Linked DNA regions of Mus musculus: regions 1, 2, 3 and 4 are each linked to region 5. A link is a contact called in public Micro-C and promoter capture Hi-C data. All regions are on one chromosome and are shown on one strand. The core of a region is the stretch at or near the end of the contact, and the rest is flanking DNA. Distances in the headings are between cores, read along the strand shown.

Region 1 (4,558 bases), core at 183-2,682, 2.8 Mb after region 5:
AGGGGGAATGGCTTAGCAGGCAAAAGTGCCAAGCCTGATAACCTGAATTCAATTCTCAGCACCCTGGAAAGAGAGATCCAGAGAGAGGGAGCGCCCCGTCCCGGGCTGTATGCTCAGGATCCAGAAGCAGGGTCCTTCTTTGTTTCCCCCACACTATTACGTTCCCAAACCTTCCTTACTCTAACAGGTACATACACCTCTGCTGGGAAGAGGCAGAGTCACAGCACACTTCTACCCTCAAGTGTTTAATGAGCCCAAAACATGAACCTGTCGTATTTTTGTTGTTGGGACTATTGACTGTCTTTCTGATGAAGATACTAGAAACCTCAGATTTGGTTTCCAAGGTGAGAGTCACACCCATTATCCACAGGGCCATTCATGCCTGGTGAAACCTTGCAGCCTGGTTCTCCACCCCGGTACTACCCTTGGTCCTCCCACGCAGGAGGGCAGCACTTCTGTGCTGGAAGTATATTTTTTTAAATATTTATTTATTTATTTTATGTATATGTGTACACTGCAGCTGTACAGATGGTTGTGAGCCATCGTGTGGTTGCTGAGCCATCTCTCCAGCCCGTTGAAAGTATTTACTATCCTTCCCGGGTGGCAGCCGGGAACCCCTGTGGTAAAACAAACAAACAAACAAACAAAACAAAACAAAGAAAAAAAAACCAAAAACTATGCAACTTGAGAATCTTCTAATACAGTGGTCTGCTTTTAGTGCCTGGGAAGCACCTTAAATAACACTTGATTGTACTAACAAAGAACTGGATTTTATACACACACACACACACACACACACACACACACCACCTCCTTTTCTCTTTCTTTCCTTTGAAGATGTGGTCTGGCTAAGTAGCCATTAGCAGGTCTGGAACCTTGTGTAAACCATACAGACCAAACTTCCTCAAACTTTCAGGCAATCTTACCTTCCCATCTCCCTACCCCTGCTGTGCTTTTCTTTCTTTGTTTGGGTTTAGAAGGTTGTTCGGTTTGGTTTGAGTTTTATTGTTGTTTGTATGTATGTATGCTTGTTTGTTTGTTTTTTTTGTTTGTTTTAGATAGGGTCTCACACTTAACCCCTGCCTTGTCTCCGAAATTCTGGATTACAGGTGTGAAACCCTGTCCGAGGTCTGAAGAACTGAATTGTAAGATTTAATGAGCTCGGATTTAAGTAACAGCCTACTGCTGGTCTAAATGAATACTACTCCCAGATGCAACGCCTATCCCCATCCCAAAATACCACCTACCTCCTTGAACTACTAGACTAGGGGCCACATTCCTGAAAGTTTTAGTGACCTGCTATAATTGATGTGTTTTGCTCAAGGAACTGTCCCTGAAAAGAGAGTCGGTGGGCTTCTATTCCTGACTTGCTGTGCGCCACAAGAGGCCGCTGCGGGCCAGCTGTGCCCAGGTTCCCCGCAGAGCACCCCCACACAGTTTCGAAGAAGCCGGCGGTGCCCGCAAAGGCTGGAGTAGCGAGAACGACTCCCAGTCTAGCGGCTGCGCGCTCCTCAACCTGCAGACCGAAAGCTCGGGAGGACCCGGCCTAGCCCCGCAGAACTGGTGGGTGCTGGACCAGAGCATCTAGGTGCTCTAAGCCGGAGACTCCAGCTTAGCCAGAGCCCCTGCTCTCCTCGGGCGCAACAACTTTGACGATCTATCGCGGACAGAGCTCAAAACCAGACAACACCTAAGCTGGCCACTCCCTCGAAGAGCCCGATTTGGAGAGTCTAGATGCCAAGCTCAGAAGCAGCGAGGACCTCAGGCCAGAAAGTTGAACCCGGGCCACTGCTGTGAAGCAGGTGGGTACCAGGAGTAAGAATAAATGCTAGAGGGAACAGAAGTAAGCAAAAGCAAGATTTAAGGTTCTTGTTGACCTCTTGTTGCTATGGAGGCTGCTCTCCCAGCCCCATCTTAGCCTGAATTAAGGATTGGGGAAACAGCTCAAGGAAACTGAGGCAGACTATGGATGCTGACGAACAAATCCCAGAAACTCCCTTCTCCTGTACCTTTCCAGGAGGGAATGAATAGAACGCCAGAGAGCCCAAGTCTCCCATCTTCTCCAGGTTCTCTGAGCACTGGAATACCTAGGAGAAATGTGTGTGTTGGATCAGACACGGTTAGAACTCAACCAGAAATAGGATGTCCCCAAGAAAAGAACGAATGGCATTTGCAATGGTCAAAATGAGGGTTCCTGGCATAGCCTGAGAAAGAAGACTTATGAGAAAGGAGGTTCATCTAGAAGTGTGGGGACACACCCATGCCCAGGGGACTGGCCCCACACACCTTCCACCCCCACCTGCATTCCCCTCGATAGGCCCTCCCTCAGATCACCAGCAATGTGCTTCAGTTTGACTTCTCACTGGGGACTGAATGAGGAAAGGCCTTTGGCAGAGAGTGGAGAAGCTCTTGTGGGCTGTGCACGGAAGCAGAGACCTGTTGCCGTGCAAGGCTAGCCCTCTGAGGTGGGGCTGAGACACAGCAGCAGAATTCAGCCAGTTTCAGAAGAGTCCAGGAAGCAAGGCTCAGGATGGGTTGGTTAGAGGTGGAGGGAGACACAGAACTGGGAGACCTGGGGCTTCTTCCCCAGCGGTCTCTTCTGGGACAAAGCTGGCAGACTCCACCCCCTTTTCTGACCTTAGCTCTATCCCAAGACCAGAAAGATGACAGCACCGATTCTTAGACCCTCCCACCCCTGCTTCACTCCTAGGAAAAAGAAAGCCTATTCACTCGTCTCAGGGTCACTGCCCCCACTGCTCTGTAGTCTGAGGGAGGAGGGTAGGGGAGCAAGGGCAGATTCCCAGAGCAGAAATGGCTGCCTTTGCCTTGGGACAGCCTAAGCTGGAGTTCCTCATCCTCCCTTTCTCTTACTCTCTTCCAAGCTTCCTCTTAGCCCCTCCAGGGGTCTGGTCTCTCTCCATTCTGAACAACCGCCATATTGTTCATCAGATGGAACAAGTCTGAGACCAGCAGATGAACAGGCAGAGGCCTGAAGACCCCAGGAACAGTAAGTGAGACATCTGGAGATGAGAATTGAGGAGAAGACTGCCCCTCCAAGGGAGCAGCTGTTTCCTTCTTTTTGGCCCCTGGTATTCCTAGAACTGTGCTGTCAATTGCTGGGGACAGTGACCAGGCTAACCCGTGGCCTCCTGGGGCTCTTCCTGTCCCCTTCTGTGGCTAGTTTCTCTCAGCTTCTTTTTGTTGCTACTTTTCGGGTTTGGCCTCTGGTTCTTACCCACTTCTGGTACAGATGTTGGAGGTCTTGCTTGGTTCATAGAAGACAGGAGGAAGAGAAAGCCTCAGGCAGGCTTCTGGGTCCTGACCCATGACCCTGGCCCTTGGGCAAAGCTTTCAACTTCTAATGGGGGAGGAGGTGGTCTTCCTTCCTTCCTTCCTTCCTTCCTTCCTTCCTTCCTTCCTTCCTTCCTTCTTTCCTTCCTTCTTTCCTTCCTTCCTTCCTTCCTTCCTTCCTTCCTTCCTTCTTTCCTTCCTTCCTTCTTTCCTTCCTTCCTTCCTTCCTTCTTTCCTTCCTTCCTTCCTTCCTTTCTTCCTTCCTTCCTTCTTTCCTTCCTTCCATTTATTTATTTATTTATTTATTTATTCATTCATTCATTCATTCATTCATTCATTCATTCATTCATTCTTTTTCACGTGTGTGCATGATGTGTGTGCATGTCTGCATCCACATGAAAGCCAGAGGAGGCTTATTTGATAGAGACATCCTGCTCTGTCACTTGCTACCTTGCTCCGCCTTGGTGAGGGTCTTTCACTGACTCTAGCTCTAGGCTGTCCAGCAATCCAGCAATCTTCTTACGTAGTCTAGCTTTTTATATCTGTGATGGTGTTCCCACGCTTGCCCTTACTCACTGAGCCATCCCCCTCAGCTCTGTGCTTTGTGTTTGTTTGTTTGTTTGTTTGTTTGTTTGTTTGTTTGAGACAGGGTCTTCCTATAGAGTCCTAGCTAGACTTGGAACTCACTATGTAGATCAGGCTGTCCTCAAACTTTCAATGATCCGTCTGCTGTTGCTTCTAGAGTGCTAGGAATACGTTTGCCATAATAACAAGCCTTCATTCCTTTCTGTTAAAAATTTAAATTGTGTTTAGACTGAATTGTACTGCTACTACAGTCCCGTGATTTGAAACTTAAACACGTAAAAGAAAGACATTGGGGGAAAATAACTCATCTTCTTACAACTTCTTTTTTGTTTTTGTTTTTGTTTTTCGAGACAGGGTTTCTCTATATAGCCCTGGCTGTCCTGGAACTCACTTTGTAGACCAGGCTGGCCTCGAACTCAGAAATCCTCCTGCCTCTGCCTCCCAAATGCTGGGGTTAAAGGTGTGCGCCACCACGCCCGGCTTACTTACAACTTCTAGCCAAGCAAAAAGTTTCCTTTCTCAATGGCAAACAGAGCAGGTATGTACATATTAAGCAACACACATACACACTCTCTCCCTCATACACACTTGTTGCTTTTTTCCCATCCTTTACAGGCCGACTGGTTTCTCAGTAAAGTCTCTGTTTGTGTCATTACAAAATTCCTCGATGGCTTTGGTTTTC
Region 2 (4,388 bases), core at 1,819-4,318, 2.1 Mb after region 5:
CACAAACTGCTTTCTGATGGGTAATTGAAAGCTCAGAGCGAGGCAACGTTAATCCTCTCCCTATCTATCCTAAAGTCTCTTGTCCCAAGGGCAAACTTTTACCCTGTACAATAATCCAGGGCAGTCTTTTTTCAAGAAGGCCCATGCAAGTACCAGATCATCTCCGGAGATTCAGAACCTATCGTTCAGGTTTAGAGTGCCAAGAAAATAGCAATTACCCCTTTACTGCTTTCTGTGCACATGTGCATATGTGCATACATGGACATACATGTACACACCTCGGTTTGGAAGAGGACTATCGTCTATCAGACAACAACCTCAAGTCCATACCAGCCACGCCCACCCAACAACCCTGCAGGGATGACCTGGCTTAAACAGGACTTTTACAGGTTCCTGCTGCAACACTCACCCCTAACAGCACCAGTGCCTCTCAGAGCTGGCCTGGGTATGAACCCTGCAACAGGCGCTATAGTGCGGCCCCATTTCCAGCCAATGGCACCGCATACGCCTCCCATACCACGGCTTTACTAGGACATGGGTGCTTTACAAATGAAAACTCTGAAGCTATTTTTGTTTGTGGCAAAAGAGTTTGACAGTAGGAAAGATTTGGCTGTGGGGTGAGGTAGGGATGCAGGAGGGAGAGAGATTAAAACCAGGTAAATGCAGAAATGACAAACATGAAAAAATCCTGAAAAAGAAAAAGAGAACACTTTCTCCTGCTGTAAAAAGTCAGCTGCCTGCTAAGCAACGTCTATTTTAGAAGCAGAGGGTCAAAAAAAAAAAAAAAAAAAAAGGCAGACCTCCTGTCCTGGGGGGTTGACACTTCCATTTCACCTGAACAGACACAAAGCAGAAAAACAAACAAAAAAAAAAAAGTCACATCACCAAGATCTGCCCTTCAATGACCTCGGAGGAGAGTCCTCAGAAATCAGAGCTGGTCTGGGGAACTGTTTCACGCCCCCAGGGAGTCTGTCCCGTGTCTGCGGGATTTTGTTGGGTATGAAATGAGCATGGGGGCCATGCTGGAGATCCCGTGGGGCACAGGCCTGGGACCTGCAGATCCTCTTCTTTACAGTGCCTCTCCTAGCTCCTAGGATGGCCAGTGCAGTTTCCCCAAACTCTTTCTCCAGCCTCCTCAACGGCAAAAGGAAGCCGCTGTTAATCGTTCTTCCTCTGGAGGTCCCTTGTGTACTTACGTCTTATAGCATTCAAGACGCAACATGGAAAAAAAATAAACACATCAGCTCCTTTCAGTGGGCCGGTATGTGTCCACATGGGGAAATGTACACACGCTTTGCATTGAATGAATGCCCAGAATCCCCCTTCCCCCCGCTTTCCGAGATTAAACCTTCAGGTTCCCTGGAAGTAACAGTAAATAAGGCATCGATTCAAGCATCACCTACATTCATGCATGACCACCCTGTAAAACCTGATTACTGATTGCATTGTGCCGCCTATCACCCCGTGAAAGTTCAGAGGCTCCGTCAAATACACGGAGACTTTCTTTGCCTTGATTTCAGGTCTGGAACCTCTCAGCCTGTTGCTGACTTATCAAGGCTGCCCGGGATAAAAGGAGAACAACGTGGGCTGAATTAAATGCCAGCACTAAGAAAGCACAGGAATCTAGTTGATTTCCAGGTAACTTCTCTGCCCATCCCTAGTGTAAACACTCTGTTAAAACAAATTTGAACCCCCTTCCCTATGGTCTCTCGGGACACTTATGGGACCTTTCCCGGGAAAGAAAAGATGTGCCAGGCAGGACGAGCTGGACCAGCCTCATCCTCTAACAGGCAAACACAGGCTCGCCTGGCTGGAGAACTTTGCAAAGCGCCCCAAACGGCTCCCAGCTTCCACTCTCAGCCATTTCTCTTCTCAGCTCACAAAGAGCGGGGACGGAGCAAACCGTCGCCACCTGCAGCCAGGTCCCGGGGCGCTGCTCCTGGCGCCCGGCGAGGGAAGGCAGGCCAATGGCAAGAGGGCAGAGGTTCACACCCCCACCCCCAAACCTCTCGGCGCCCCAGTGCCCGGAGGTGGCTCTGCAGCCCAGGGAACCGACGCCCCCAGGCCGGCTGCTTGCTCCCCCACGGCCCGGCCCCACCCCCAATCCTTCCGGCGCCCCAGCGCCCACCCACCCGGGCGCGGGAGTGGGAGGGTGCCGCGTGGGCAGCGGGAGCAACAGGCGTGGGAGCAGCGCTCCTCGCACTTGCTGTCTCTGGGAGGCTCGGTCGTTTCCCTCTTACCTTCGCCGAAGCCAGCCCCAGGCCCCGCGCCCCGCGCGCGCGAGGAAGCTGAGGCCAGGGGCCGCCGAGGCGCAGAGCGCCCAGCAGCGCGGGGAAGCGCCCAGCAGCCGCCGCTCGGGCGGCTCCTCCTCGCCGGCGAAGTCTCGCTCGTCCCTCCTTCACTCGGTCGGTTCGTGCGTCGGTCCGTCCGTGGGGCCGTTCCTCCCCCGCTGCCGCCGCCGCCGCCGCCGCCACCGCCACCGCCGCTCCAGCCCGGGCTTGGCAGCGTGTCCCCTCCCCGCCTAGCCGCTCCGCTCTCGGGCTCGTGAGCTCCGGTTCGCTCGTTCCCTGCCCCCGCCGCCGCTGATGCCGGGCAGAGCGGAGCCGGGCCGGCCACGGGCTGCCTCTCCCGAGGAGGCGGTGGGGGCGCGGCGCGGGCGGGGCGGAGAGGAGAGTCCGGGGGAGGCGGCGAGGCTGCGCCCTCCGCTCCCCACCGATCCCCACGGGCCGAGCGGCCCCAGGCCGGGCCCGAGAGAGCAGAGCGGCCAGGCTGCGGAGGGAGCGAGGAGGAGGACCCGGGAGCCTAGCCGCCGGAGGGTGCCCAGGGCGAGGGCGTGCGAGGGGGAGTGACTCTGCGCGAGGGTGTGTGTGTGTGTGTGTGTGTGTGTGTGTGTGTGTGTAGGGCGCGCGCGTGAGTGGGGGGGCTGCAGCGGGGGGGGGGAGGCGGGGAGACTAGGCAGAGCCTGGTGCGTCTCCCCAGGAGAGTGGAGGAATCCTAGGGTGTGCCTGGAGGTGGTAGTGGAGTGTGCGGACGCGAGTGTGAGCGCGTGTGCCGGCGAGGGTGGGCATGGGGCGAGCGTGGCAAGGTGAGCTTGGCTTGGGGGTGGGGGAGGAGCCGGGCGTGCGGCGTGATCGTGAGTTCGGGGGCGTGTGTGGCTGGGGACTTAGGAAGAGGTGGTAGGGAGCGCTGGCGTGTATGCGCGTGGGGTGTGTACACTTAACTGGCTGTCTGTTTCCCATTCACTGTCCACGCGGTAGAGCAACTAACTCCTCTCCTTGGTCACCTAGTGAGGTGCAGCTGGTCGCCGCGCAAGCTTACAGGCTGACCCTGAACAGTCAGGTGTGTTTGCCAAAGCTGGGAAGATCCCACGGAAGACAAACTGCCTTTATCTCCGCGTAAGAGCCACTGTCGTTCAGGAGTGACCTCTGACACATGGCCAGAAGGTCAGGATTCGCTCCAATACCCCACCACGAATACCCAGAATTAAGACTGGGGATTTAGGAACTCTCATTTCTCTATCTTTCCAAAGCGGGCCCAGGCCCTGGATCCTTTCCAGAGCCCAGAGTTATCTATTGCTTAGTACTCGGACCCAGCGTGAGGAGTGGGACAACCACGGGAGCATAGGATCCAGCTGAGAGTCCCAGGACCATCGCGGCAGCAGAGTAGAGCCCAGTCCTGGCTGCTAAGCCAAACCGTGGCCGGCTTTCCCTGTGTCTCCGGCCTGGGTGCTGGGACTCCCGAGCCTGGAGATCGCGAAGCAAGCAGCTTCGTGCCTCTGCCCGGACCGGAACGCCTTGGCTTGAGAGATGGCAGCTCTGAGTATGGAAAGGTGTGTGCTGAAACACAAAAGCAGAGGAAAGAGAAATGTGCGGAGAGGGTGAAGGCGTGAGTCAAGAATAGGGTTTCTGGTTTGTGGCAAACCGATCCTGTTCCAGAAGTGCAAGTCGAGGAGTAGTTATTGAGGTCTCAGCTACTCTGGGCCTCCAGTACTTCTGAGCTTCTTTTTCATAGGCTCACTTACCCTAACCAAAGCTCCTTTAAGTTTGTCAGTATGAAAGGTGTACAATTGGCCCTTCAAGAGGTGGGTGTGGACCCCATTAACATTTGCCCAGAGTCCAAGAACCCCGTGAGATTTGCATACTCATTTGCATACAGTACTAATGATTAACAACACTGCCACTCCCTGGCCAACCCTGGAAGAATTCAGGGAAGGCCCTGGCGAGGATTCTCCCTCCCTCCTCTATTTGGGAGAGGTTTTTGTTGTTGTTGCTACTGCTAGTGGTGGTGGGGTTTTGTTTTGTTTTTTTGTTTTTTAAATCTCAGTTGAATTGACTCCTGAGAGAAGGTTCTCTGTCTCTGAGAAGCCTGGTCCCAGTAGTGACATTTTC
Region 3 (4,550 bases), core at 1,945-4,444, 2.8 Mb after region 5:
GAAGTCAACACCTTGCCAGGTCCTCAGAGAAATCTGACTTCTCAGCAGAGTGAGTAGCTGTTTTATCCATTTATCACGCTATAAAAACCAGCTTGTGGAGTCCAAGACAGATCAGGAGTTGCTGTGAAGCCTCTCATATTTGGGGCTTTAGGGACACTGTTGAACATTGTTTCTTGGTCATCTGAATCTCTAGTTGTTCTCTGTTGCCTAATTCTAGTGCCTCATCTGTTTTATAATGTGAAATTTTAATGCTAGACTTAATAAGGTGTGAATGATCAGCTTCTTGTTTTTGAACAACCACCCACCACCACCACCACCCGTGAAAAGCAAAGAAAGGGTTAGTAAATGCAGAATAAAACTGGGTGGTCGTAGAGTGGTTGAGATAAATTCTCCTTTAAACAGATGGCGTCTAATAGAAGTACATCGGTTCTGAGGAAAGAAACCAATTATATACCTCTTCAAACCCAAGATACAAAAACAAACAAACAAAAAACATTCTAAAGCTACTGGTAATGGTGCAGACATGCAGTTCAATGGCAGGAGCATCATTGCAGCTCCCAGGCCTGATATCCACCTCACTCATCAGGGTAATTCTGTTGCATATAAAGTCACTGTGAACATTGAATTGGAAAATGGAATGTTACTGATTGAATTCTGAGAGTCTCTTAACATTCCTCTTGCTGTAGCTAGGATGAATGAAGCTATGTAACAAGAACTTTCTCTACAAAGCTTTCTATACTTAAGAGTATTAGGCCACATTTCAGTACACCACCCATGGGAGCCATGTTTAAGCTGTAAAATCACCACCAAAAAGCACAAAAGGGCAAAAGCCATGACAGTAAACACTTGTTTATGAGGGATGAAGCAAGGAGGCAGTGCCACAGTGCCCTCTCTGCCTAAACTGGGGACGTGGACATAGGATTTCCTTAGAAGCATGTTAATGAGTGGATACATTTGCAAATAAAGGCTCTTTACATAAGGAAGACCAACTGTACCTGGTGGCATGGCTTTTCCCTTGGTATGTGGTAGACCAACCAAGTTGTTTTTAGTTGCTTTGGTTAGTATAGTCTACTTTGAATACAAAGGTTAAAGACTGTTAAGTGATGATTTATAAAACCCAGCAAGGAGTAATAAGAAAACAGCTGGGTATAGTGGTGCAGGCCTTTAAGTCCCAGTACTCCCTGAAGCAGAGGCAGGGCTGATGATCTCTTGAGTTCTAGGCCAGCCTGGTTTACAAAGTGAGTGCTAGGACAGCCAAGGCTGTTACACAAAGAAATCTTGTCTTAAAAAAAATCCCCCCTGAGAAGCTTAGAGTTTATTTCACATACAGTTACAGACTGCTGCTGCTGTTCACAATACCATCAACCTTACTTCTTGGAAGTCCAATTCTTAAGAGAAAGATGTAATGAAAGCTCCAGGAAATGACTGAGCTGAGGTGATTTTTGAGAGGGGGCAGGCATTCTAAAACCGAATGCATCAAAACAGTAACTTTCAAAGTAGAGCCTTCCAGAAGACAAGTAGAGATGTCACATTGTAACCAAAGCCACTCACCATTCAAAACTTACTCAAGTTTTTACATGGACTACTGTCTGTGTTTTGAGAATGTTCAGATAATCCAGAGAAAGGGCTGAGGTCCTCAGGTGACCAGATTTGCTGGTCTGAATTGTTAATGTGTGATAGTGTGAAGGGCACAATAAAAAAAAAAAGCCTTTTTAGTTCTTCAGTTAGTCATGTGTCTGGTTATTTTGAGTAAATTATGTCATTGGATTCTGGTTATCAAGTGTAGCCTTGGGTGCATTGGGATTCCTAACTAAGCTATTTCTGTATGTCTAAAAGGCACTTTTATTGTGCTCATCATAGGTGTATTTGTAGGATTTTGAAATGATAAAGAATAGCAATTTTGTTTTTGAGACTGTCCTGCTGTGTAACCCAAAGTGGCTCAGACTCTTAGTAGACCTTCCTCAGACTCTCAAGAAGTGGGATTACAGGCTTGGACCACTGTGCCCCAAAACAACAGTACTTTTTAGAAGTCTATTATCTTCTCTGAGCCTGCATCATATAAAGTGGATGGGAAGGTCTGGAGGTGTTAAGCATCTGGCTACTCCTAGTTTTTCCCTCGAGTTTACATCAATTTCTAGGACGTAAGATTTCCCTGTTCCTGTAGTCTCCATTCCTGACTGCATAGCATACTCTTGGCTTAGGAGTAGTTAACCAAGGGGGAACTTGACCCTGTTCAGGGCATTCCCTACCCTGGGTTAGACTGTTGCTGCCTATAAGGAACCTTGGAGAACAGTAACTTTGATACATGTGGAATTCTGGTAGATTAAGCCTTTCTCACTTTCTCATTGTAGTGTGTATGGGGTTTGTTTGTTTTGGGTTTTGTTTTTGTTTTTTAGTTTCATTCCAGGGGATAAATAGGTGCAGAAGGCTTGTTTTACATTTGTTGTTATAGTAGCCCCACCCCTTAGTTTGCCTAAGCATATTGGTCTACTTCTTTTCCTGGTACTAATGTTGTCAGTGTTAACCATTTATTGCCTAGCACGCCTGGCTCTCTAGGTGCTAATGTTTTTTTGACTGGCTGGGCAATCATGATTTACTGCCAATAAGTAGTGAAGAGTAACACAAACCGAGTGCCCAAATGCATAGCTCAAGAGCAAGAATCTCCAACCTTGAAGTATTATGAAGCCTGTGTGACCCAGAAAAGCAAGGACTGGGTCTTGGCAGAAGCTCTTGTCCCTCTCTCCCACACGCACACCCCTTTATCTATAGAGACACTTGCTCTCCCTCCATCCATTCCCCACACACACACACACACACACACAACTTTGACTTCTGCCTTCCTCTGTATCAGAAAGCCAGAGGAGGGAGGGAATGGGGGAGGGGGCGTGCCGCTCGCTTCCGTACTGGTTTATGTCCCTGGCAGTCTGGGGGAGGTGCTGGACGAGCGGCCCCAGTCCAGCTGCAGCCGACCCATGTCCGGGGCTCTGCCCTTTGCTCTGCAGCTTTTCTATGTCCCGAGGCTCTGGAGAGTGGGCGTGGGAGTAGCCCTAGCTGAGGCTCCAAGGTCCTCCGGGCTGTTTAGGGGGCCCCAGGCGATATCCACGTTCGGATCCTGGCTCGCTGCCAGGGGAGGGAGCTCGGGGTAAGGGGAGGGCCCTGAGGGAGGGGTCAGACTCCTTAGGAAAGAGTTAATGTGAAGGGGGGGAGGGGATAGGACGAAGAGACCGAAAGGAAGGCTCAGGTAGGAGAAGGACGGAGGAGGGGAGGCAGTCGGGGAGAAGGTGGCTGGCCGGAGCAGACGTCAGAGGTAGGGGGCTTTTCCCCTTTGCACCCTCACCCCAGACCAGCCAACTCTAAACCGCGGCGGCGACTTTCAGTTTCATTTCCGCGGACCCTCCTGCCTGGGCCGCAGCCGCCGCCGCCGCGATGCCTAGCAAGTTCAGCTGCCGAAAGCTCCGGGAGACCGGCCAGAGGTTCGAGAGTTTTCTGGCCGAACGTGGACTGGACCTGGAGACAGATCGTGAGCGGCTGCGGACGATTTACAACCACGACTTCAAGCCCAGGTACGGGCCGGCCCACCACGGGCCCCAAGACGCGGGGCCAGCGCCCCGGGTGGTGGGGCCACCTTCCCGCCGCGGGTGCACAGGGATGCAGCCCGGGGCCGATCAGGCCGGTCCGGTCCTGGCAGACCTACTCCGTCGTCTGCCCACGCCCAGCCAGCGCCACCCGTAGCCCGCCCGCTCTGCACAGCCCAGCCCGGCGGGGAGGGGTCGGTGCCCACGCGCGGCTCGCGGTGGTCGGGGCTCGATGGTGGGGGAGGGGAGTCCCACAGGGAAGGCGCTGCAGGCGCGGGCCAAGCGGGGATCCCCGCCCCCTTGTTAAGGGAGGACTGCCTGCAGGGTCCACGCTGCGGGAGAGCTGAAGAGGCCCAGGGTAGGCGGGAGAATCTCGGGGAGCTTTAGGGAGAAAAGAACACAAACTGCGTAGGCAATCAAACCTCCCTTAGCACCTGTGGCTTCTCCATGGAGACTCGGGGCCAGGGACAGCCTCCTAGAGGCCCCTTTTCCCTATGGCTGAAGATATTTGGTTTCCTTTTCCTGTTACCACCCAAGTAAAAAAATCAAAGAGACTTCTGTCAAACCATAGACGAACACCTCTAGCAACAGGCTGCTGCTATGGATGGAAGCCGGAGAAGCAATTTAGCTGGGATGAGTGTAAAGAGGTGCACTAGTAAGCAGGGGAATGGGATTGGGCCTTAACAGATTTTGAGAGATTTGCCTTGCAACTGACCAAAATGCTAGTATGGGTGAGATATGGCTGCTGTTACGTGATTTGGGGCGAGTTTTAGACGGAATTAATAATGATAGTGTAGCTTGAGGCTAGGGGAGAAGGTAGGAGTCCGCGTTAACCAGAATATTACTGTTATTCATGAACATGTCTTAAAAGGAACATTAAAAGGGTTGAGTGGCTTCTTGAAATAGAGGCAAAGACCTGTATTATGCTCTACCCTGTGCTGGGTACTGTGGGAACACACAGATGAAAACTATGCA
Region 4 (4,368 bases), core at 541-3,040, 2.6 Mb after region 5:
TCCTGCCTGCTCATACCCTCTCTTCATTATCACCATGATGAGGCCCCTTTACCCTGCCGGATTTGCCCACAGCGCCCCCCCCCCCCCACCTCTCTGCACTCTCTACTTTGTAGCATTCCCCGTGCTTATTATCTGTGTTTATTATCTGTCTTGCTTAATAAAGTGTAAGCTCCTTGAAGGCAGAAATGCTTTTTTGATGTGTGTGTGTGTGTGTGTGTGTGTGTGTGTGTGTGTGTGTGTGTGTGTGTGTTTTCCTGGAGCCAAGCACGACTCTATCAGATGAAAGAAAATAATGTTTGTGGAATTGGCACATCTACTTTGCCTCTTACCACAGAAACTGCAGGCAGAGGACTGAGTTGAGGGGAGAGAGGATGAACGCCCCTCTGAATTGTTCTCTCTTCTCTGTCTCTGAGATGTCTGCAGCCAGCTGTACCCTGTCCTTCACACTCTGGCATCTCTAACACCCCCACCAAACACGGACTGACAGTGAGTTTGGGGTTAAGGTGGGTGGGCAGTGGCCAGCGTGATGTTTACATCAGAACTATATAGTTTAGATAAAATCACGAGGAGAGGCATGAAAAACAACCTGGGAATGGGAGGCTGGGCAGGAGAAACTGAGGCTGAAGGAGTTAGGCCAGACCTCAGAGGAAGTCTCCAGTTGAAAGGCTCCATCTGGGCTTTAAAGAACTTTTGTGTTTCAGTAAGGATCATTGTGCCCCTATGGAGCTTCAACTTCACACATAGGGAAGTGAGAGCCCGTTGGGGGTCGGGGGTGGGGCATACAAAAGGAGCAAGGTATCCTTTCAACCCTCTTCCCAACTACCCTACCCCACCTCCCCGACTCTGCGGGACTGAGGGACCAGTGGAGAGGAAGAAGGGTGGAAAGGGAGGGGGGAGAAAAGGCACCAGGGCTTCCACCCTCTCCGCAGGACCCCCACCCCGGCCTCTGGTGCGGGAAAGCAGCCCAGCTGTTTCTGATTCTTTCCCAGTCGCAGCTCCGCCCGAGGGGGTGGGGGACGGAGATACTGGGAGAGACCGAGCTCTGCCGAGCCCTGGCCAGCCGTCAGGGCACCGGCAGGCGGCTGCGTCCCGCCCGCAGGTGTGTTTCTTGGGTGGCTGCGCTGCCCTGAGTTGGGGAAAGCACCAAGGTGGACAAGACTCTCAACGACGGGCGGGACGAGAGTGGGTGGGAGAAGCGGTGGGCGGGGTGGAGGGAACGTTGAGTCCTTCTTGAGAGGGTCCGCCGCCCGAGGCCGGTTGCCTACGGTGGTACCCCTGAGGGCAGTGTGGCCAAAGGAGTCCCACTATCCCGCAACTCTTGCTGGCCGGGTGTCTACCAGTTTCCTAGAAGCGCAAGGATGGGAGGACCAAGAGAAAGTGCATCTTCTGTACTTAAAGAACTGGAAGTGTCCGCAACCCTCTCCACGTCTCTCCCTCGCCACACACACCGTGTGCTCCTTGCCATCAAACGCAGTGGTCCGCGTTGCTGAGTGAAGGGCGCTAGGACCCGGTGGCGTGGCGTGGCGTCGGTAGGGACAGGGGGCTGCAGGCAGGGAAGAGCCCCGTCGCGGGTGGCCAGAGCAGGTGGGGACGCGGCGCGGTGGCGCCCCGTAGAACGGAGGGGAGGAGGCGGCCGCCACACCTAGGGCGCCGGGGAGCACCCGGGCTGGCGCGGGCGGAGCCGCGCTGAAGGCCGCGCGTGTCCCCGGCCCCGCCCCGCCCCGTCCAATGAGAGCTGCGGCCGCAGGGGCTGTCGGCGCGCTCTGGCCCCCGCCGCACTCCGCGCCCCGGAGCCACTGACACCGCACCCGACCGCCCACACCCGGCTCAGCGCTCGTCGGTCTCCTGGCCCTGCACGCTCTTGGGAACCCTGCGTCTGGCTCCCGGGCTCCACGTGCCTTGAGGTCCTCGGTCGCCCATGGTCCCCATGGCCACTCTGTGGGGCGATCTAGGAGACGCCTGAGGAAGCCCAGACAGTGCCCGTCCACGGCCCTGCGGGCTTCGGGGCGGGAGTCTGCGGGGAGCTATGCTGAAGCTGCAGGGTGAGGATGAAGCCGCGCAGCTCGCCCCTCGGCGTGCCCGCGTCCCCGTGCCCAGACCCACGGCCCCCGACGTGTCCCCATCTTCCGCCCGCCTGGGTCTTGCCTGCCTGCTGCTGCTGCTACTCCTGACTCTGCCGGCCCGTGTAGACACGTCCTGGTGGTAAGTATGGTTCTGGGGTTGGTAGGCTTACTGGAACGAGTGCATTGCTCTGGGCATCGGCTGCTTAGGCACCAGAATTGCCTAGGAGGAATTAGAGGAAGGACACAGTCCCAGAAGTTTCCAGTGGCCAGTGAGGAGTTGGAGAAAATGAGGCGCTGGAGAGGAGAGCCCTGGGCATCTGGAAGGAGGGAGCTGATGGTTGAAGTCCCCTAGGCTGCCCCATTGTGCCCCTTGGTATTTCTACTGAAACCTCTACCGCAGAAGCTACTTGGTGATTCTCTCTCAGGGTGGGAACTAGTCGCCTCTCCACATCCTGCAGTGTCTGTTTGGCATGGTCATGGTCTTCAAAAAACCTTACACCACCTAAGAGCCCTTGGAGACACGAGTAGGGGGGGCAGCTGGCTGTCCCCCACATCCCTCTGCTAGTCTAGCCCACACAACGAGCCAGTAGCATCCACGGAAAGGCTTAGAAGTGAAATTGAGGCACAAACTTCCCCTAATGCCCACAACCGAAACAAATTAAATCCTTGGGGTTGCATAACGCAGGCGTTTGTCACCAGCCTTGGCTTTGAGGGTGTAATTTGGAACACCGATGCCCCCTTTTGCTTTCCTGTCCCAGATAACATAACCTCCCGCCTTTCCTCCCCAAGCCCCAGGGGCTTCTAGAGTCTCAAGAGTTGTGAGACCCTCTCTTCAGATCTCTTCCTGCAGGCCTTAATCTTCAGACACTTCCAAAGGGCAGATGAGGCAAAAGGCGTCCAGGATCCACCGGATGCCTGCTGTGTTCTTTGTAGAATTCCCGACCCGGCCCCAGGACTCCTTCATCCCCCTTTGGATACGCATCCTCTTTCCAGGAAGGGCAAGGAGGGTAGAATCGGACTGCAAAAAGATTCGGATGGCTCATCCTTCCTCCTCACCTCTCCAGTCGAACTGGCCTCTTGGGCTGGGCCAGTGCCCTCTCTAACATGTAGTGTCTCCCTTCCCCGCTTGCTCTGCTCCTCCCCTGAAACAAGCACCCCCTCCTCACCCCCACCCCTACCTCCCACAGAGCGAGGTCTCTTCTCTTGCACCCTGTAGCTGCTTTCTCCCCTGGACTAGGAATCTGGGCTGGAGGGGTGAGGGGTAGCTGGCTGAGGGGCAAGGCAGCTTGGGCTGCAGATTCCTATCATTTCAAGATGCTGCTCTCTCCATCCCCACCCCCACCCCTGTTTTCCTGTTAGAGAAAAATCTTCCTTTTGGATCTTTTTTATCTCTGCAGTGTTGGAGAAGGCAAAAAGGCGGGTTCGGACGAGGAAGCAGAGAGGCCTATATCTTACATCTGGCTTGAAACATTCCTTTAGAAAGGGAAAGGGAAAGAAGGAAGATGGAGAAAAAGAGCCTTTCAGTGACTAGAGTGCCCCCCACCCCCATCTTTATGACCCAGTTTGGCTGGGGACTTCAGGTTCCCTGTGAAAAAGCATGGAAGCATGTAGTACCCAGCGCTCACCTTAATCTGGCCCACACGGCAACTGGCTTTTCAAAACACTTGACTGCTTTTCACCAGTTTTAGTCTCCCTGGGCTGGAGAGATGGCTCAGTGATTAAGAGCACTGACTGCTCTTCCAGAGGTCCTGAGTTCAATTCCCAGCAACCACAGGGTGGCTCACAGCCATCTGTAATGAGATTTGATGCTCTCTTCTGGTGTCTGAAGACAGCGACAGTGTACTCATGAATTAGAGAGAGAGAGAGAGAGAGAGAGAGAGAAGACAGCTACAGTGTACTCACGAATCAGAGAGAGAGAGAGAGAGAGAGAGAGAGAGAGAGAGAGAGAGAGAGAGAAGACAGCTACAGTGTACTCACGAATCAGAGAGAGAGAGAGAGAGAAAGAGAAGACAGCTACAGTGTACTCATGAATCAGAGAGAGAGAGAGAGAGAAAGAGAGAGAAAGAGAGAGTCAGTCAGTCTTGGTGACCCTTGGATGCTTCACTCTGGACTTTCCCACATTCTGGTCAGACCTAAAGACTCGCCTGCAACTCTTCTAGCCCCATTTTCACTCCTGACTACTACTCCCTTTCCCATTTCCTTCCTCCCTCCCTCCACAAGTGGTTCATATTAAAGATGTTGCAAATGCTGCTAGATGGAAGAGCAGAGGGACTGAGTGGTTCCTATGTCCATGTGAAACAAAGGA
Region 5 (4,575 bases), core at 23-2,522:
CCCTGCCACTCAGGCGCATTCTCAGATAATGGTACGGTCCGACCCGCCTTAGCACACAGGGCACGGTCCCCGGAGTGGGATGCGCCCTGGGATTTAGGATAGTTCGGGACCGCTTCCGACGGCTCAGCGGTGATGATTCGGTGCCGAGATGCCAACTGCAAGAAGGGTAGCCATCCCCGTGGCGACGGGGAGGCCAAGTTAATCTGAGAAACAAGAACATAGTTATTTGATCTTGAAGACAGTCCCAGTTCTGAGGGGGAGCAGCCACCGCCACTCTGCGGAGCGACTTAACGGCATCAGAAAACCTTTTCCTGCAGAGGCTGGGCCCGAGGATGAGAGCTGGGTAAGTCCAGGACACAGCCTTTCCCTCGCTGAGTCCAGTTTGGCCACTAAGTCGAGGCCCAGCCTCTACGCCCTCAGCGGGCGCCATGCACAAAAGCAGAACTCTTCTCTCCCAGCTTTGGGGCCCAGTTAGGCTCCGGGGCCCTCCACCCAGTCCCCTCTTCTGGGTCGGTGGCAGAGAGGCTCGGCTCCGGATGAGCGCGATCTCTCCTCCCAGGTTCAATCACCTTGGGGGTCGGAATGGGCCCAAGATCGTCCCTACTCCACCCTCCTTTGACCTCCCGCCTCCCATTGCCTCTGCCGGCCGGGGACACAGGCGATTCTGCGGTCCCCAATGCCCTGGCCTTGTCCGGCCAGGCCAGCAGCGATCTAGCGAGGGAATCGTGGAAAATGCGAGACGTACCCAAAGTTAAGAAGCAAGAAAGCGGGAGAGTCGGGGAGACCAGGAAGGGCTGGGGATAAGAACGACATGGGGTTCCACCACCACCCCCGACCCCCGGCGTGTTACCTTCCGCGGAGCCCTCGTAGAAGTGGCCGCCGTTGAGCACCGGGCCTGGCCCGAGGTCCTGCAGGTACTTGGCGGGCGGCTTGGCGGGCTCTGGGAGGTAGGGTTCCAGGGGCCCACAGGCCGGGAAGCGGCTCAGGCGCGGACCGCGGGGTGGCGCGGGGTGCAGGTGAGGCGCAGCATCGGGAGTCCCCTGGGGACCCGGAGCCTCGTCCCCCGCGGCCGCGTAAGGACCGGCCGCCGGCCCCACGGAGAAAGGCGCGCAGCGCTCGGGGTCCATGCCGGCTCGGGCTCACAGGCCGCCGGAGCTCCGGGGCTCCCGCTAACCCGCGCGGCCTGTGAGCCAAGGGGGAGGGACCTGGGCTCGGGGGCGCGGAGCCCCCGGGAGCGGCGCGCGCCGCGGGGGGTGGGGGGCAGGAGAGGGGGCCGCGCCTCTGACTTAATGCTGGAACCATCCACGTCACGTGCGGCCCCGTGCGGGTTAACCCCTCGGAGCCCAGGAACACCCCCACCCCACCCCATTCACCCCGAGTCTGGTATCACAAGCAGTTGGAAGAGAAGAGAGGGAAGCTGCTTCCTTTCGAGGGCAGGATCCCTTTTGTCTAGCAGTCGGGTGAGTCCTTGGCTCTGAGCTGCACCCTCAAGTCCTGATATCCATCTTAGTGGCTCTTGGCCCTGGGGAGGTGAAACGGTGAGGGCAGACATCCTCCCCACCCCCGCACCCTCCCCCATCCCTCCTCCAACATTCTCTTTGAGGCCTGATCTGACATCAGTCTGAGAAGAGAGGCCTCTACTGTGGTAGAGTTTCCCCTTCACCTTGCTCGGTTTATTTTTGCTGGTAGCTGGAAAAAAGCAAGGGCATCTCCCTTAGACACTTGTTTTGCCTGGACATCCTAGAGACTGGATGCTGTGGAAACAGCAGGGGGCTTGGGAGCTTGGGCCTCAATACTGTCATTGATTATCTGTGATTTGAACCTCTCACTTAGCGTTTTCAGCTGACTGTGGTCCATCTACATTTGGTGGTGAGTTCCAAAGCCCAGGCAGGCCAAAACAGACAGAGAGATCTCTAGGTTTCACAGTGGTCTGCCCAGGTAGCTTTTTGGGTCAGCTATGGAAGAGCAGAAGGGTCATTGTCCTTCTGAGCAGCATAAACTGAATGTCACTCAGATCCACTGCAAATTAACTGCTTCAGGCTTGCTATTTTAGACATAGCGAGGGTAGGATTGCATCTCCCAAAGGTGAGTCTCCTCGACCCAAAGGAAGCCTAGGATTAGGGTATAGCTTAGCCTTTCTGAAACTGAATAATCCTTACTGTGCCTAAGATCTGGGAAGAAATACCAGAGGTCCTTTGGACCCGAGCTTAAAGATCCCTTAGGTCCGGGTTAAAACATTTATATTTTTAGGACCCCTGGAGATTAGCGAGAGGGGCAGGGAGTCAAACATCATTTGTATTCTATTTGAATTCTCATTTTTAAAAGGAATCTAAGAGGCCTGGTGTGAACACCTCCCTCTTCCGTTGGAGGCTTAGAGGAGGTTTCTTGGCTGTCCTCAGCCAGAGTTGGGCTGTAAATCAAGGCCAAACAGGAACCAGAAGCCTTGCATCTCACAAGGAGTCATTAAGCCATTATTAAACATACCGTAACTTTTCTGAAGCCTTATTGGCTTAAACACCACATTGGAGGCATTATGGCCATTAGGGCCCCTAATCACAGACTGCAGGCTAGGCAGAGATGGGAGCACCTGGGGCTGATATTTCCAGCTAGAGAAGCCTGGCTTAAAATGAGGTTTTCCCCTCTGCCTCTACCAGAGGGGAGTCCACTGGCTCTCAGCTGTGGACACTGCTGAACTGATTATTAATAAAAGGTTTTCCATAATTGTCAATGAGGTAGTGTTGACTGTCTAGAAGGTTGTATCATTTCAGGGCATCTAATCAACAAAGTTACCAAGCAGCTTAATTTGGAGGATGAAAGTATGACACAAGACCAATGCCATCAACAAATTAAACAAGGCAGCTTGGATTAAACACTGGGCCTTTTGCTCTAGGTGCCTCATTTTTCTTGTCATAAAAATGGGTCATGTACCTATAGACTGGGTATTTGAGAATCACTAGTATTTTGCCATACCATGTTAACTTAATGACAGTGGTGATTTCTCAAGAAAATGGGAACCCAGATTTCAGGGTTCTATCACTGAATCCATGGAAGTCTCTTGACTTCAGATTAAATGACCCTGACACTGGAGCTGAACAAAGGATTCTGTTGCCCCACAGACCCACCCAAACCCTTCTCAGCTCTGGAAATTCCTCTGACATTTTTTTTGCTCTAAACAGAGGCATTTTCCATGCCATAACACTGTTTCTGATTGGATTAAGGAGACAGGAGGTCCCAGATGACATCTGAGTTTAGTGGACTTGCATCTTCTAGAAGGGTTTTGTCCCAGAACTGTGGAGAATAAGGAACCCAGAGGAGCCTCTCCTGTTCCCTTTAAATCACTGATCAAAATTCAGGCCATAGTCTGTCCTTGGTTGAGGGCAGTCTGGTGGGGCGAGTGCATCGAAAACATAGGAGACCTATGCACCTATGTTTTCTAAGGTCTTATTTTCCTTCTTAGATGGTTTGAGAGTTGGGAGAACTGAGAGACCCAGGGACCCTCATTTCACAGCTGTATGCTGTATACAGTATGCTGGACTTTTATGTATCCAGCATGCATGGATTTATTTTTTCTTCCCAACAACCCACAAAGCAGGCACAATTATCAGGCCACTTTTACAGAATAAACTTTGTTCCATGTGGACGTAACTAGGTAGTATCAGATCCAGAACATGCTCTCCGATCCATTCTTCCCACCCTACAAGACTCTCCATTCTTCTTCAGCTAACAAGGCAAGGTAGAGATCACTTTTATACATCCCATTTTCCCAATGGGAAGGCTGGGACTTGTTCCCCAAAGGGAAGTTTAGACCAGATGGGGTTGGGGACAGGGTTCCTTTAAGATGATCTGCAGTGGTAGCTTCAGGAACACTAAGTGGCACCCAGCTGTGGTGGCCAAAAACAGGGAGGGAGGAGGGAGGGTGACTTCTGAGACCAAACAAAACAATGTCTAACACCTGGGTAATTTTATGACTAATTTAGTTGTGGGACAGGGTTTTAAGAGAATTCATGAATTTGTTGTTTGGGCCATTTAATAACCACTAAATTAATAGCATTTGTCACTGGTTCATTCTCAACAGCGGTAAGAGATGAGCCCATAAGTGATCCAGAGAATTCTAGGTCCTGTAATTAAAAAAATAAATAAAAAACACTCTATAAAAAATCTTTCTGGGGCTAGAGAGATGGCTTAGCAGTTAAGAGCATTGATTGCTCTTCCAAAGGTCCTGAGTTCAAATCCCAGCAACCACATGGTGGCTCACAACCATCCTTAATGAGATCTGACACCTTCTTCTGGTGTATCTGAAGACAGCTACAGTGTACTTATATATAATAATAAATCTTTTAAAAAATCTTTCCATTTGTTAAGCAAAACAAGTTTTAAAATAGAAATGATACTTTTATCAATGATTGTTTAATCCATTCAGCTCCCAGGAGGGTCTGCTCATGACAGCTGAGACAAGGATTCAGAGGTTATCCCCGCCTACCTGGTGTTTATTCTTTGCTGGACTGAAGCAGCCCAGCTCTTGTATGGATGGGAATTAGTGTGGCCCAGTTCCAGCCCCTAGTCCAAGTGCTAGGT

The links. Promoter capture Hi-C pulls out the DNA fragments that hold promoters and counts their contacts. A called contact is a pair of places that touch in the nucleus more often than the background predicts.
Region 1: a contact with region 5 is called in a promoter capture Hi-C map of cranial neural crest. The contact joins the promoter of Tafa3 here to the promoter of Alx3 in region 5.
Region 2: a contact with region 5 is called in a promoter capture Hi-C map of embryonic stem cells, with 12 times the contacts expected there. The contact joins the promoter of Kcnd3 here to the promoter of Alx3 in region 5. A contact is called at or near these places in 1 of 39 promoter capture datasets (embryonic stem cells), 3 of 484 Hi-C or Micro-C datasets (all in embryonic stem cells) and 1 of 9 other capture datasets (embryonic stem cells).
Region 3: a contact with region 5 is called in a promoter capture Hi-C map of cranial neural crest. The contact joins the promoter of Mov10 here to the promoter of Alx3 in region 5. A contact is called at or near these places in 2 of 39 promoter capture datasets (cranial neural crest and stem cell-derived epiblast-like cells) and 1 of 115 datasets of contacts at active chromatin or transcription factors (embryonic stem cells).
Region 4: a Micro-C map of embryonic stem cells shows a contact between it and region 5, with 6 times the contacts expected there. The contact joins the promoter of Wnt2b here to the promoter of Alx3 in region 5. A contact is called at or near these places in 1 of 39 promoter capture datasets (cranial neural crest) and 1 of 484 Hi-C or Micro-C datasets (embryonic stem cells).

The regions. Positions count from the first base shown.
Region 1 is chr3:104,774,421-104,778,978 of GRCm38.p6, reverse strand. Tafa3 (TAFA chemokine like family member 3) reads left to right here and starts at 1,432. Exons shown (of 7, transcript NM_183224.3): 1 at 1,432-1,802; 2 at 2,883-3,007.
Region 2 is chr3:105,450,570-105,454,957 of GRCm38.p6, reverse strand. It overlaps Kcnd3 (potassium voltage-gated channel, Shal-related family, member 3), which reads right to left and starts at 3,068. Exons shown (of 8, transcript NM_019931.2): 1 at 2,241-3,068. Kcnd3os (potassium voltage-gated channel, Shal-related family, member 3, opposite strand) reads left to right here and starts at 2,003. Exons shown (of 4, transcript NR_040759.1): 1 at 2,003-2,405; 2 at 3,288-3,443; 3 at 3,530-3,829.
Region 3 is chr3:104,816,949-104,821,498 of GRCm38.p6, reverse strand. It overlaps Mov10 (Mov10 RISC complex RNA helicase), which reads left to right and starts at 3,194. Exons shown (of 20, transcript NM_008619.2): 1 at 3,194-3,563. The coding sequence starts at 3,427.
Region 4 is chr3:104,959,131-104,963,498 of GRCm38.p6, reverse strand. Wnt2b (wingless-type MMTV integration site family, member 2B) reads left to right here and starts at 1,790. Exons shown (of 5, transcript NM_009520.3): 1 at 1,790-2,202. The coding sequence starts at 2,027.
Region 5 is chr3:107,591,728-107,596,302 of GRCm38.p6, reverse strand. Alx3 (aristaless-like homeobox 3) reads right to left here and starts at 1,272. Exons shown (of 4, transcript NM_007441.3): 1 at 851-1,272. The coding sequence starts at 1,127.